Regions from separate parts of the Sus scrofa genome. Here region 2 is linked to region 1. A link is a contact called in public HiChIP or PLAC-seq data. All regions are on one chromosome and are shown on one strand. Each heading gives the region's core, a stretch centred on a gene start, on an enhancer-like site or on the middle of the called end of the contact. The rest is flanking DNA. Distances are from core to core; before and after follow the strand shown.

Evidence for each region. HiChIP or PLAC-seq counts read pairs in DNA pulled down with a chosen protein or histone mark.
Region 2: an H3K27ac HiChIP or PLAC-seq map of alveolar macrophages shows a contact between it and region 1. The contact joins two enhancer-like sites. A contact is called at or near these places in 6 of 47 Hi-C or Micro-C datasets (blood, psoas muscle, retroperitoneal adipose tissue and 1 more) and 1 of 2 datasets of contacts at active chromatin or transcription factors (alveolar macrophages).

Annotation. Positions count from the first base shown.
Region 1 is chr15:79,963,219-79,969,869 of Sscrofa11.1, forward strand. The region is part of intron 4 of SP3 (transcription factor Sp3); the gene reads right to left. Among named protein-coding and RNA genes, the nearest start is that of SP3, 24 kb to the right of the region's middle. Within about 2 kb of position 5,338, at least 3 of the 83 cell types and tissues checked have an H3K27ac peak or open chromatin away from gene starts, as enhancers often do. A contact at or near this core is called in alveolar macrophages, where this site is marked.
Region 2 is chr15:80,047,926-80,055,453 of Sscrofa11.1, forward strand. No RefSeq gene overlaps it. Among named protein-coding and RNA genes, the nearest start is that of SP3, 62 kb to the left of the region's middle. Within about 2 kb of position 5,591, at least 5 of the 83 cell types and tissues checked have an H3K27ac peak or open chromatin away from gene starts, as enhancers often do. A contact at or near this core is called in alveolar macrophages, where this site is marked.

The sequences.
Region 1 (6,651 bases), core at 4,088-6,587:
GAAATAAATTTTTTAAAAAGATTTTTGACACGCACTAGAAAGAGGAAAGATTAGTGGCATGGATAATAAATTATTACAACAGTAGCCTAGGTGAAGAGTGAAAGCCAGACTAATGAAATGAGAATGGCCAGGAAGAACAGATCACAAAAACATGGCACAGATAAAACCAAAAGGACTTGGAACTTTCTACCGCACATAAAATAAAACTGGATACAAAATCTGTCCTGGGAACCAATAAAATGACCAAGCAGTTTAAAGACTGGCTTTAATAGTTATTCTATTAGGTTAAAAATAATATGGAACTATAGAACAATGTGTCAAAGAAAGCATACTAATGAAAATCACACATTAATTACATGGTTTCAATTCTGCTGCATTCATCAATATTCTAATTTCCATCATTACTACTACATCCTGGGGGTAAATTTGGTTAATAATAAATTATACGATCTCAGAAAAAAATATTTAAAAACAAACACTGAGCAGCCGTTTGTTGAAGTTGCATCTAATCAGCTGAATTAGCTTGACTTCTCTGATTCCATGGTTTAAATCAAGTAGATAGATAATACTACTTTAATATATACCAGTATTATATGTATCATATATAACAATAATACTGTTATATTTACCAATGTTGAATAGGTATTTGAGACTTCTGTAAGTACCATCCTCAAGGGATTACTCATAGCTCTGTGAGCACTAACTTTCCAGAGTACTAAGAAAATAACAAGTATGACCACAAACATAATTAAAATGATTTAACTTAAAAGGCACAAAATGTGTTCTAGATATTTTCCTAGTCATAAGAATTATAATGTGAAATTCCCAATTTTTGCACAAACTGTTGAACTGCATCAGATGACGGCTGCTCAGTTTGTAAATCAATACAAACTAAGCTCAAAAACTATGGTTCAAAGTTTCTACATTATTTTTATTAAAAAAATATCCAGTAAGAACTTATATGAACTAAAACTCACCACTGACCAAACAATGCAAATGAATGGAGAAAATACCTGTGGTGTGTGACAAAAGACTAATGTCCTTAACATATAAACAGGTCTTAAAAAAATAAAAAAGTCTTACAAATTAGTATGGGGGGGGCGGAAATAAGCAAAACAAACAAACATTAAAGGGAACTGATCAAACACAAATAGCCAATAAACACACAAAAATGTTCAAGTTCCCCAATAACAAATGAATGTATTAGTCTATTTATACTACCCCAAAATTTTGCCACTTGATAAAATTATATCCCAGTACAAAAAAACCCATGCTTGCATACAATGCTGTTGAAAGAACATTTCTGTAGTATATATAAAAGTCTTAAATATTTCTGCATAATGACATAATCAGTAGTGTGAGCAAAGACTTCTACATAACGGGAAAAAATGAGAAATAACCTGAACATGTAACTATTGTTTAGGACTAGTTAAGTCATGAAATATTTGCACAAAATTACTTACCAATGAAAACAAATAAACATGTCCTAGAAAACTGATGATGTGGAAAAATGCACACAATATACTATTTGGAAAAAAAGTTACAAAGCTGTTGTTATATATGACTCCATTTCATAAAGATACTTAAGAGTATATAATATGCACAGGAAAAGGACTGGAAGATTATATAGCAGAATACTAGCAGATAATTCACTAATTTTACTGGCTAAGGGACTGCTAATATTTTTTTTTCCTGTTTCCTTGTCAGGGCTGTCCTGAATTTCTACATCTGCTATTACTCTTTTTCTTTGCTACATGTCTCCTTTCCTATTTTCTGTTGGATTGACCATTTTCTACCTCCTGCTCTAGTTTAAGAAGTTAAAAACGGCATTTTTGGAATAGACAGAGCACAGCAGACTTTCAAGGCAGTAAAAATATTCTGTATGATACCATAATGTTGGATATACATCATTATACATTGATCCAACCTCAGAGAATGTATAGCACCAAGAGTGAACCATTATGTAAACTATGGACTTTGATGTATCAATATAGGTTCACCAGTTATAACAAATGCACCACAATGGTGAAAGATGCTGAAATGGGGGAAGCTTTGCATATGTAGGAACAGAAGGTATATGAGAAATCTTTGTACCTTCTCTTCATTGTTGCTGTGAACTTAAAACTGCTCTAAAAAATAAAGTCTTAATTTAAAAATATATATAAAGTTGTATTTTTGTTCTCTTGATAATTACTTATATCCAAATTATACACAGATGTAAAGGCTAAAGCCATTCTCCATATAAATGATCCTCCTAAATATGACAAGAACACTAAGAGTTCTGTGGTTCAGTGGGTTAAGGATCCAGTGTTGTCACTGCAGTGGCTTGGATTGCTGCTGTGGCTCAAGTTTGATCCCTTGCCCAAGAACTTCTGCATGCCACAGATGCAGCCAAAAAAAAAAAGACAGGAACCTTTACCCAGAAACCAACCCCCACCCATCCCACACCTCTATTTCTTGTTTTCACACTTAGCATTCCATGTCTTAACAATATAAGTATTAAAAAAATAAATATTAACTACCAAGGATAATGACTGCCAAGTATTTAAAACACAACTGATAAAAAATGAGTTCACAAATAAATAAATAAAAGAACCCCTAATGGCAGCTAAGACACCAACTCAATCTGAAAACAGATGAATAAAAGGAGTGGATTTAATTGCTTACCCTCCCTTTCTTATACAAACTGTGATTTGGGGGTAACCAAATAGCTAACAAGAGAAGACTCTTTTCAGAAGAGGATTGAGAATATTAGAAAAATCACCGTTTTGCAAACCTTAATGAAATAATGAATCCAAATGACAACGGAAAGCTGCTAAAACCATTATTTGAAAAGCTGAGACTTGGAAGCACATAAACCAGTAAAAGACAGTCCTTGTTTGAATCCCAATTTGATTAATTCTAAAAAGACTTTTTTTTTCTAAAAAGATGTTTTTTAATCATCTGAGCAGAACTAAACATCACAGGATAATAGGTAATATTAAGAAATTACTATAAATTTAGGGTACTATAAACATTGATACTGTGGTTGTTTCTTAAAATCCTTATTTATTACTGCAGTAGTTTTCAAACTTCTGATATTACTATCACTTTAAGTCTTAAAAATCACTGAAGACTTCAAATCATTTTCGTTTATGTGAGTTACACCTATTTGCCAGAGGAGAAGGCTAAAGAATGGTTGACTATGAAATGGCATATGGAAATGGGAAGGAGTGATAAAATAACACTATCTTTTTTTTTGGGGGGGGGTGCTTTTTAGGGCCAAACCCACAGCTAAGGGTCAAATCGGACCTACAATTGCTGGCCTATGTCACAGCCATAGCAACGTGGGATCTGACTGCAACCTACACCACAGCTCACAGCAATGCCAGGTCCTTAACCCACTGAACGAGGCCAGGGATTGAACCTGCGTCCTCATGGATACTAGCTGGGTTCATTTCTGCTGCACCACAAGGGGAACTCCCAAAATAACACTATATCTTGACTATGGTGGTGACTGTACAACTGTGTACAGTTTTTAAAACTGCAGGAACTGAGCACTAAAATTTTACAGTGAACTTTACTGCACGTAAATGTCTTTATAAAAAATGGGGAAAAACTTTTTTTTAACAATTTGAGGATTTCAAAGGGCCTTTGTTCACATAAGTATATCAATATTTACTATATTAGGAATCAAAAGTGGAAAAATTTTAAAGGTGTATTTATTAATTTTAAAGTAACAAACATATTGTTAACATAAGTAACACCTTTATGAAAAATATAATTTTTTTAAATTAGTAAGAATAGTTTGACATTTTTGCAAATACCTTTAATATCTGGCTTCTTAGAAAATAGCTAGATCATACCAAGTAAAATAAGTCAGACAAAGACAAATATACAATTATCATTAATGTGTGGAGTCTAAAAAAAATGCTATAGAAGTTCCTGCTGTGGCGCAACAAGATTGGCAGTGTCTCTGCAGTACCAGGATGCAGGTTCAATCCCCAGCCCAGCACAGTGGGTTAAAAGCATCTGGTGTTGCCACAGCATAGGTAACAACCATAGCTTGGATCTGATCCCTGGCCAGGGAAGTCCACATGCTTCGGAGAAGCCAAAAAAAAAATTTTTTTTTTAATTTAAAAAATAGTACAGGAGTTCCCGTCGTGGCTCAGTGGTTAACGAACCTGACCAGTAGCCATGAGGACAAGGGTTCAATCCCTGGCCTCGCCCAGTGGGTTAAGGACCTGGTGTTGCCATGAGCTGTGGTGTGGGTTGCAGATGCAGCTCGGATCCCTCAATGCTGTGGCTGTGGCGTTGGCCAGCGGCTACAGCTCTGATTCTACCCCTAGCCTAGGAACCCCCGTATGCCACAAGTGCAGTCCTAAAAAGACAAAAGATAAAAAAAAAAAAAACAAAAACAGTACAAGTAAACTTATTTACAAAACAGAAATAGACTCAGAGACATAGAAAACAAACTTATATGGTTACCCTAGGGGAAGGGTGGGATTAACACATACATACTACTGTATATAAAACAGATACACAATAAGGACCTACTGTATGGCACAGGAAACTATAGTCAGTATCTTGTAATAACCTGTTATGGAAAAAAATATGAAAAAGAATATATATGTATAACCAAATCACTTCACTGTACATCTGAAATACAGTATTACAAATTAACTATACTTCAATTTAAAAAAAAAAATAGAATTCCCATCATGACTCAGTAGAAATGAATCTGACTAGCATCCATGAGGACCCAGGTTCAATCCCTGGCCTCGCTCAGAGAGTTAAGAATATGGTGTTGCTGTGAGCTCTGGTGGAGGCCAGAGGCTATGGCTGATTCGACCCCTAGCCTGGGAACCTCCATATGTCATGGGTGTGGCCCCATGAAGACAAAAAACAAAAAAAACAAAACCCAAATAACAGCTAGACCTTCATATCAGCTTCTGTGTTCAATTTGTTGTTACCATATATTACACAGTCTCTGAAAAACCCCACTCTGTATCAACTCTGAGGCAAAACTGAAATAAGCACACAGTATCTTGATATTATTATGAAAGTAACTGACTTCATGGACCACTATGAAAAGCATCTCTGGGACTCCCAGGCCACACATTGATAATCACTCCATTAGCATTTCTGAGCAAAATTATACGTCTGGAATGTACTTTAAAATACTCCAGCAAGAATAAGTTAATTTTTTACCCACTGTAATTACTATTATGTCATTTCCTCTAGATTCATTTTTCTACTTAATCCTTCAGTAGTTAGTTTCGTAAGGGTCTTTGAGTAATGAGCTCATAGTCCTTGATTATTTTATTTTGGGCCACATCGGCTGCAAGTGAAAGTTCCTGGGCTAGGCATCGAAGTTACACCACAGCAGTGACAATGCTGGATCCTAAACTGCTAGGCCACCAGGGAACTCTAGTGCTTGATTAAGTTAAGTGTCTTCATTATACTCTCACTCTTGAGTAGGATTTTAACTGCATATAGAATTCTTGGATGCTGGTTATTTTCTCTCAGTACTATGAAAATATTACTACATGATCTTCTGGTGTGTGCGTGGCTAATGAGAAGTTTATAGGTCTATAATTTCTTTGTTAGCAATCTGTCTTTTCTGTCTTAAAATTTAAGATTATCTTTCTCTATAATTTTAGTTTAAGATGGGGTGGACTTGTTTATCTTACTTAATACTTGAAGCAAAATTTTCATCTGCAGACTACACATCTTCAACACAAGAAAATTCTCAGCCATTATCTCATCAAATACTGTTTCTCTTGCCATTCACTCTATTCTCTTTTTCTGAAATTCCTAACTGGTGACAATCTATCCTTCAAGTCTCCTGACTGCTTGTTCATTATCTCTAAGCTTTTTCTGGGCAAATTCCTTAGTATTTTAGTATTCACTCATTTTTTTCTATGTCCCAGCCTAAATGTTCTCCTGTTTGACCCATTTTTTTCTATTTCACCTAGTCTAAGGCGATGCTAACAAGACACCCTACTCACTACCAGTAAAAGAGAAAAAGCACTGTAAGTTAAACACTGATGTGCCATGGATTGTAAGATATATTCAGATCTCAGAAATGTTAAACAATGTGGGTCTTAGAATCAATGACATGTTTCTTATTTGTAGGACTTCTGGCTGCTTTTACACATTTATGTTGTTTCACGACTTTCTAAAGATGCTACAGCTTCCTTTATCTCACTGACATATATAAATATACTGACTTTAAAGCCTTTAACAGATTTTTAAATTACCTTTTTTTTAACCAGACATAATCTCTTGATTGTTGATTTTATTGGCTTATTTTATTGTTGATTTATTTGCCTTCATCTTATATTTAGGAATTTTTGATTTTCAGGTTTATATTGAATACAATTTTCTCCCTATGCATTATACCTCCACACCTTGCATTTTTCCAAGTGTCTCCACCAAGTCTCTCTTACCCTAATGTAGACCCAGGTCTTTTACTGGCATTAGAGGCAATACTGGTGATATCATAAATCTAGACACCAAGCTAATAGCTCAATACTTCAGACTGGTTCAGAAGCTGATTACAAGAGTGTGTTGATGTCCTTTGTCCCCTTCTCATCTAAGTGTACAGCCTCATTTCAAAGGTGAAAGATTTATATGATCTGAAGAGAAACTAGAGTATTATACAGACTC
Region 2 (7,528 bases), core at 4,341-6,840, 85 kb after region 1:
ATCAAAGGTAATAATTAAAGGAGCTCACCTAGTTTACGTGTTGCAGCCATTGCAGTAAAAATTTGTAAATTTTTATTTATTTATTTATTTATTTATTTATTTATTTATTTATGTATTTCATCTTTTTTGCCTTTTCTAGGGCTGCTCTCGCGGCATATGGAGGTTCCCAGGCTAGGGGTCTAATCAAGCTGTAGCCCTGACCTACACCAGAGCCAGAGCAACACGGGATCCGAGCGGTATCTGCAACCTACACCACAGCTCACAGTAACACTGGATCCTTAACCCACTGAGCAAGGCCAGGGACCTCATGGTTCCTAGTCAGATGCGTTAACCACTGCGCCACGACAGGAACTCCTGTAAATTTTAATTTTGCACTTTTCGTCTTGTATTTTTGGGGCCCACACTCTCCCAACCCCACAACCTCCAGATTTCAAGTGTTTTAATAGGACCTTGGCATGTTGGTAGCCCTGGTGATGAGTTTAGGGAATTCACCAGGCCACTAGAGCCAAGCCTGTGTCAACCAGGATGGAGAGGACAGTTGGCTTTATTCTCTCCCTAGGGGGTGACAGGTTTTAGTGCCGGTTCCATTCCACTCAGAATGGTGACATTAGGCACCCAAACACAGACTGGCAGGGGTGTAGGGGATCTGGGAGAAGCAAAGGACAATGCCTCCTGAAACTGAGTGGAAGCCACACAGCAGACCTGTTAAACATTCTCTCCTTTACCAAAGTAATACAGGCTCATTAAATACAATTTGGATAACATGGGAGAGGAAATTAATGATGTTATGTCCCACATGGACTTAGTACCAAACTCAAGCATTGCTCACTTTTTTATCTTCTAGTGATTTTCTCTGCATAGAGCTGTTCCTCTTTTAAAAAAATTTTAAATGTGGTTTGTAATTGTGCCTACTATTTCATTTCCTGCTTTTCCCACTCACTGTATTGTGTTTCCTCTGTCATTACTACATTAGTTTACTGTTAAAGAGTCCATAAAATGTCATCAGGGGATGACAAAGTTTTCTTATCCAAGTTTTCTTTCTTTTTTTTTTTTGGCTTTTTTGGGGGGGTGGGGTGGGGCATATGGAGGTTCCCAGGTGAGGGGTCAAATGTGAACTATAGCTGCCAGCCTAGGGCACAGCCACAATGCAGGATCCGAGCCACATCTGTGACCTACACCACTGCTCACAGCATGGCGGATCCTTAACCCACTGAGTGAGGCCAGGGATCGAACCTGTGTCCTCATGGATGCTAGTTGGGTTCATTAACCACTGAGCCTGATGGGAACTCCTCAAAGTTTTCTTAACCATTGCCCTATAGCTGAACATGTAGATTGCTTTCAATGTTTCACTAATACGTACTTTTTGTTATTAAAAACAATATTGCAATTTAAGCCTTTTTTGACACTTGGGATTCTTTCTTAAGTTAGAATCTCAGAAGTAGAATTATTGAGTTAACAAATATGAATATTTCTGGAGTTTTTTTTTTTTTTGCTGCTAACTTAATAGAAAGTGAGCTTATTTCTTATATAAACTTTACAATGAGGTTTATCATACATCCAGAGATGTATACAAGTCATAGGTGTATTTTCACAAAGTGAGCACCCCTAAATAACCAGCACCCCCATCAAGAACAACATGACCAGAAGCTCAGAAGCCCCTGCTGGGCCCCTTTTCACCCTCCTCCACCCCACCTACGGGTAACTGCTGTCCTGACATCTCACACCGCAGGTTAGTTTTGCAAAGTGACTTTATCAGAATTTGCATTTTCTTGAATACCTGAGGAGCTAACCATTTTTCCATGTATCAGTCGATGCATTGTAGTTCCTTTTTTTGTAAACTGTCTCTTCACGTTCTTTGTCCAGGAAATGGTTGCCTCTGAAGCAATCTCCTAAGTTGAGTTTGGCTGGCGTTAAACTGCAGTCATCATGACACTGTTGAAAAATGGAAAAGCGTGTGTCCGTGCGTGTGTGGTGACGCTCCCATGATCTCACTGTGACAACACTCATTTATTTAGGCTTCTTCACTGCAAAGCAAGATGGCAGCTCTGTAGGCAACGTTTGGCGGGGCTAACTTTTCGGGGACAGAGCTGAGCCTCGGTAGACTCTGCTATTCTTTCGGTGTCTGTGAGAACTACAGAAATAGGTCACTGAACCTTTTTAAAAATAGAACTGACACATTTGGGGAAAGCATTTTTTCTGCTGAGATAGCACATGGTACAAGATGAAATCATCTCTGGAGGGTAGATGAACTGAGATATTTGATATTAAAAAGAAATATTCTTAAGGGCAATAACTCACAGGAAATAGAGTGTTTTTCATAAGAAAGGTCTCTAAACATTGTTACCTGAACGGCTTACGCAACGCTTTCCTCACTTTCAGTTCCAGTGTGGGTTCTTCTGCGGGGCAAGCGGGAACTTGTTGACCCCTGCCCAGCCACACCTGGCAACAGCTGTTGGTGAAGAGAAGGGCCACATATGTCATCGGCTATGGTCAGCCTTTGTTCCCTCACTGCAGCCAAGATCCCCTGTCTCACCGGGCTTGCTCTCTCCCCTTTTAAGCATTCCACAACCATCCGCTCACCTCTGGATGCCTATCCACAGCTGCAAAACAGGAGGGACAAGGCCATCTCATCACCTGAGTGCAGCTTCATTCCAGCTCTTTCAAGGATGAGTGCTTTATTCAAGGCCAACCCCAGCATCACTACCCACAGGTTCCCCTAGAGCTGTCTAGGGCCCCCAGATCTGCTCCGTGGGCCTGGGGGTAGGGCTTTTCTGCCTGCTCCTGAGATATCCTCAGAAAGCTCTCTAGCTCTTGGCCCAGTCCCTGCCCCTTCTCACACCCCCAACCATCCTTAAGAGATGGGATTCCTTAAGAGCTGTCTACACTACCATGCTCGGGCTCCACTAATGAGAGAGGCAAGATCTGTTGGCTGGAAAAGAAGGGCCCGGAGTTACAACAGAAAAGATTCAGCACCCAGGAGGTGGTTGGCTGTCCCATGAATGGGGGGTGAACAGGGACCAAGAGAGGAGGATGCAGAGCTGGGACAGGCAGACCTGTGTTTCAGTAAAGTCTAGCGGCAGGGAGAGAGAGGAGCGAGCAGCAGCTGTCGGGGAGTGGGGTTGGGGAACAGAAGGGGACAGGTATGAGCATTTCTCAGAAGTAGAACACACAGGCAGGACCTGATGACTTTGACACTGGCATGGAGAGAAGAGGAAGAGCCAAAGATGCTGATGCAGCACTTTAAAATGAGACCACATTTCCATTTATACAACACATATCCGTTCAATAAGCGTGTGTGGATCCATTCAATAATAGTATCTCCCTGTGTCAGATATGGTTGCAGATTCTGGGAATAACACTGCCCAAAGCAAGTTTTCACTCTGCTGGGTAAGGGGCTGGCAGTGCAGAAAACAAATAAATAAGCAAATAGAAAAGATGATTTCCCATGGTGAGGGTTGCTCCTGGAAGATCACTCTGGCTGGGAGAATTGTGTGATCAGGGAGGACTTTTCTGAGCAGGTGATGTTCCAGCTGAGACTTGGATAATATGGAGCCAGTTAGGAGAAGAGCCAGGGCAGAGCATTCGAGGTAATCAAGAATGCCTCTTCAAGGAGTTCCCTTGTGGTGCAGAGCATTAAGGATCCAGCTGCTATTGTTTCTGCAGTAGCTCTGGTTGCTGCTGTGATGTGGGTTCAGTCCCTGGCCTGGGAACTTTCAGATGCTTTGGATACAACTAAAAAAAAAAAGAAAGAAAAAAAAAAAAAAGGCCCTAGGATAGGAATGATCTTGGCATATTTCAGGAAGAAAAGGAAGACCACTGTGGCATGACAAGAGTTTGGCCAGACAAATTGTTTTCTGATCTATTTGCTGAGCTGCCCCTGGACCCACCCTGCCTTAGGGTTTCATCTTTGTTTTCGAGACACTACCGACCCTTTCTAGACCCTAGCCACTTCTCTTTGCTCCTTCTCTCCAGACCAGCTTCAGTAGAAAGTAAGACCATAGCCGTAAGATCCAATCTGGGGCTGAGGAAGTAGCTAGAACCAGTTCAGTCATTCCAGAGCCAAAGGGGGAGGGGGCCCTGGGGCTGGCCTGGCTCCTTTTCTCAGATGTTTCTTAATCATTTTTGAACTACGAACCCCTTTCGCAATCTGATACAAGCTATGGAAAATACACATATACACAATTCTGTACACAATTTTCGGGGGTTTTAGGGCTCTTAGGAAAGCTCATCATAGACCTCCTCCTCAGGTCTCTAATATTTGGGAGTCCTTTTAAAGTTAACCTTGTCCATTTTCTCCTTTAAGTTTTCCATGAGAGAGAGGATACATGGAAAAATCACCTTATATGAAGGTAACCTATCACCACAATTTTTTTTTTTTTTTGGTCTTCTTGTCTTTTTCAGGGCTACACCTGTGGCATATGGAGGTTCCCAGGCTAGGGGTCCAATCAGAGCTGTGGCTCCTGGCCTACGCTACAGCTAGAGCAATGCAGGATCTGAGCAGCATCTGCGACCTATACCACAGCTCATGGCAACGCCGGATCCCTGGCCCGCTGAGCAAGGCCAGTGATCGAACCCACGTCCTCATGGATGCTAGTCGGGTTCGTTAACTGCTGAGCCATGATGGGAACTCCAATTTTTTTTTGTTTTTATTTTTGCTTTTTAGGGTCACACCTGTGGCATATGGAAGTTTCCAGGCTACAGGTCGAATTGGAACTACAGCTACCTACACCATAGCCACAGCAACATGGGATCTGAGCTGGTCAGTGACCTACACCACAGCTCACGGCAAGGCTGGATCCTTAACCCACTGAGCAAGGCCAGGGATCAAACCCGAGTCCTCATGGATTCTAGTAGGGTTTGTAACCCGCTGAGCCACAGTGGGAACTCCCACCTGTATACAGTTTTAGGGGGTTTTAGGGACTTTAGGAAAGTTCATTGTAAACCTGTTCATCAGGTCTCTACCTTGCAGCCCTTTATAAGCTAACCTAGTCCATTTTTCTCTTTAATGCAGTGCTATCTCCACAAGAGAGGATACTTGGAAAAATCACCTTATACAGCAAAGCAGCCTATCACTACAAATTCTTTTGACCATATCTTCCAGAGAGACAAGTCCATGTATGATAAGACGTAACCATGATGACAGTAAAAATACATTTGTACCGTGTTTTGACTTTGTATACACGTTTCCACCCGCATCATTTTATGCCACTGACATCCTTGACACATAGGTAGGGAGGGCATTGTTGTCCCCTTTTACAGATGAGGAGACTGAGGAATAGAAGGCTAAGCGGCTACTTGTGATACCAGTGCCAGTTGACAATGGCTTTGAGACAGGAACCAAGATCTTGTCACTCCCAGGCCGAGCCTCCCAGAGAAGTACAGGTCAGGGCCATCTTGACCTCTCTCCCCTCTGGGAGAGACGCTGTGAAGGCAATCTTTGCGCATGCCCACTCTTACCCCACAGAGCCTTCCCAATGGGAAACAGAGTCATGGAGGAAATGATATTTTCCCACATGAGGAAAGCAGCACTGTGCCCCCCAGTGAAGCCAAGGTTGTGTGGATGGAGGGGAACTTCCTACTAGAGGCTTCCTCTTGGCCAGTGAAACCTAACCAGTCATTTCCTTTTTCTTCTCAAGACTTGCAGCATTTCCTCCTACAGTCCGGCAAAAATGAGTCTAGAGGAGCGCCACCTACTGGACCATAAGGATCGCCACTTATTTGCCCCGCCCCTCTCCAAGGGGCCATGCTGCCTATCGGAAAATTGGACCCATACCTCTTACCATCCACTAGGATAAACGCCACATGGACCAGAAACCTACATGTGAAAAATGAAACCACGCAAGCATGAGAAGACACCATGGGTGGACAAACTTACACCCTGGGTGTGGGAAAAGTCTTTCTCTGACCCAAACCCCGCTACAATCTAAGGGCAGCTCTGGGTACCTGCTCCTCCAGCTGAGAGAGAACACGTGGAGCAGCTTTCTCTCCTACGTAGCATCCGCTCCTCCCAATGAGCTACGCGCCTGTCCCCAACCAAAAGTTTCCTTGGGACAAGAAGGGATGTGGAACTCCTGAGAAACCTAAGAACTAATCAGTCTGGCTTGGCTCACAGTCCGCATCTCCTCAGCAGAAGGGGAAAGAGGTCTCACCATCATGCCTCACAAAAGGGAGACACTTTCAATACCAACATGCTCGGAAAGCCATGCCCAGTCCGACCCTGAATGAATGTTTCCAATGAAAACTAAAATATCCAGACGCAAAAAGGAAAATATTGATAAATTCAGCACATTTTAAAAAACCCTGCTTCCTGGCAAAAAAAAAAAAAAAGTGCAAAGTGAGAGAAAGCTTTGTAACATTTGTCACAAATCCAGGCTAATCTCTAATATTATTAATATAAGGAACGTTTAAATATTGAGAAAAAATGGCCAAGACTTGATAGAAAATTGGGCAGAAAGCATGAATAGACAGTTCCCCCCAACACATACAAAATATATAAATGCATCTTAAAAATATGAAAAGATGTTCGGCTTCACTCATAATGATATAGATGCATATTTGGACTACAATAAGATACTATTTTATTGAGTTGTCAAAAATTTTAAAGTTAGGTAATACGTTCTGTCATCAAGGCTGTGAGGAAAAGGGGAGTCTCATAATCCCTGTTTGCTACTAATCAAATATAAGACACAACTTAAATGCTCACCCATTCAAATACTAACTGAATAAACTATGATGAATTCACACAACAGATTAATATAAAGCTGAAAAAGTTGAGAGATATTTCTATGAATTAACATGTGGTGATTTCTAAAATATATTAAGTAAGAAAATCCAGGTGCTGGAATGTGGATATAGTATGCTACTTTTTGTATAAGAAAAAGAAACAAAGGAAGAGTAAATCAGAAAGTAATAAAAATGGTTGCTGGAGTTCCTGTCGTGGTTCAATGGTTAACGAATCCGACTAGGAACCTTGAGGTTGTGGGTTCGATCCCTGGCCTTTCTCAGTGGGTTAAGGATCTGGCATTGCCGTGAGCAGCTGTGGTGTAGGTCACAGACGCGGCTTGGATCCCGAGTTGCCGTGGCTCTGGCGTAGGCCTGTGGCTACAGCTCCGATTAGACCCCTACTCTGGGAACCTCAATATGCCCCGGGAAGCAGCCCCAGAAAAGGCAAAAAGACAAAAAAAAAAAAAAAAAACCCAAAACCCCCAAAAAACAAATGGTTGCCCATGGTGGATGGATAGGAATGGAGTGTGAGAAATAAAAATAGCAGTAAGGCTTCTGAGTACACTCTTTATAGAGAGAGTTTTGACTTTTGAACCATGTAAAAATTTTATGTATTAAATTTTAAAAGATTCAAAGAAAGCAAACGCTGAAACTAAATGCAAATACAAACAAAGAAATCTAACTGGGTATGAATTTGATAATAGACCCCCCCAACATACAGATACACACAACACACACACACAGATACACACACCACACACACACACGCGCGCGCGCGCGCGCGGTTAATTTCAATGCATTGTGA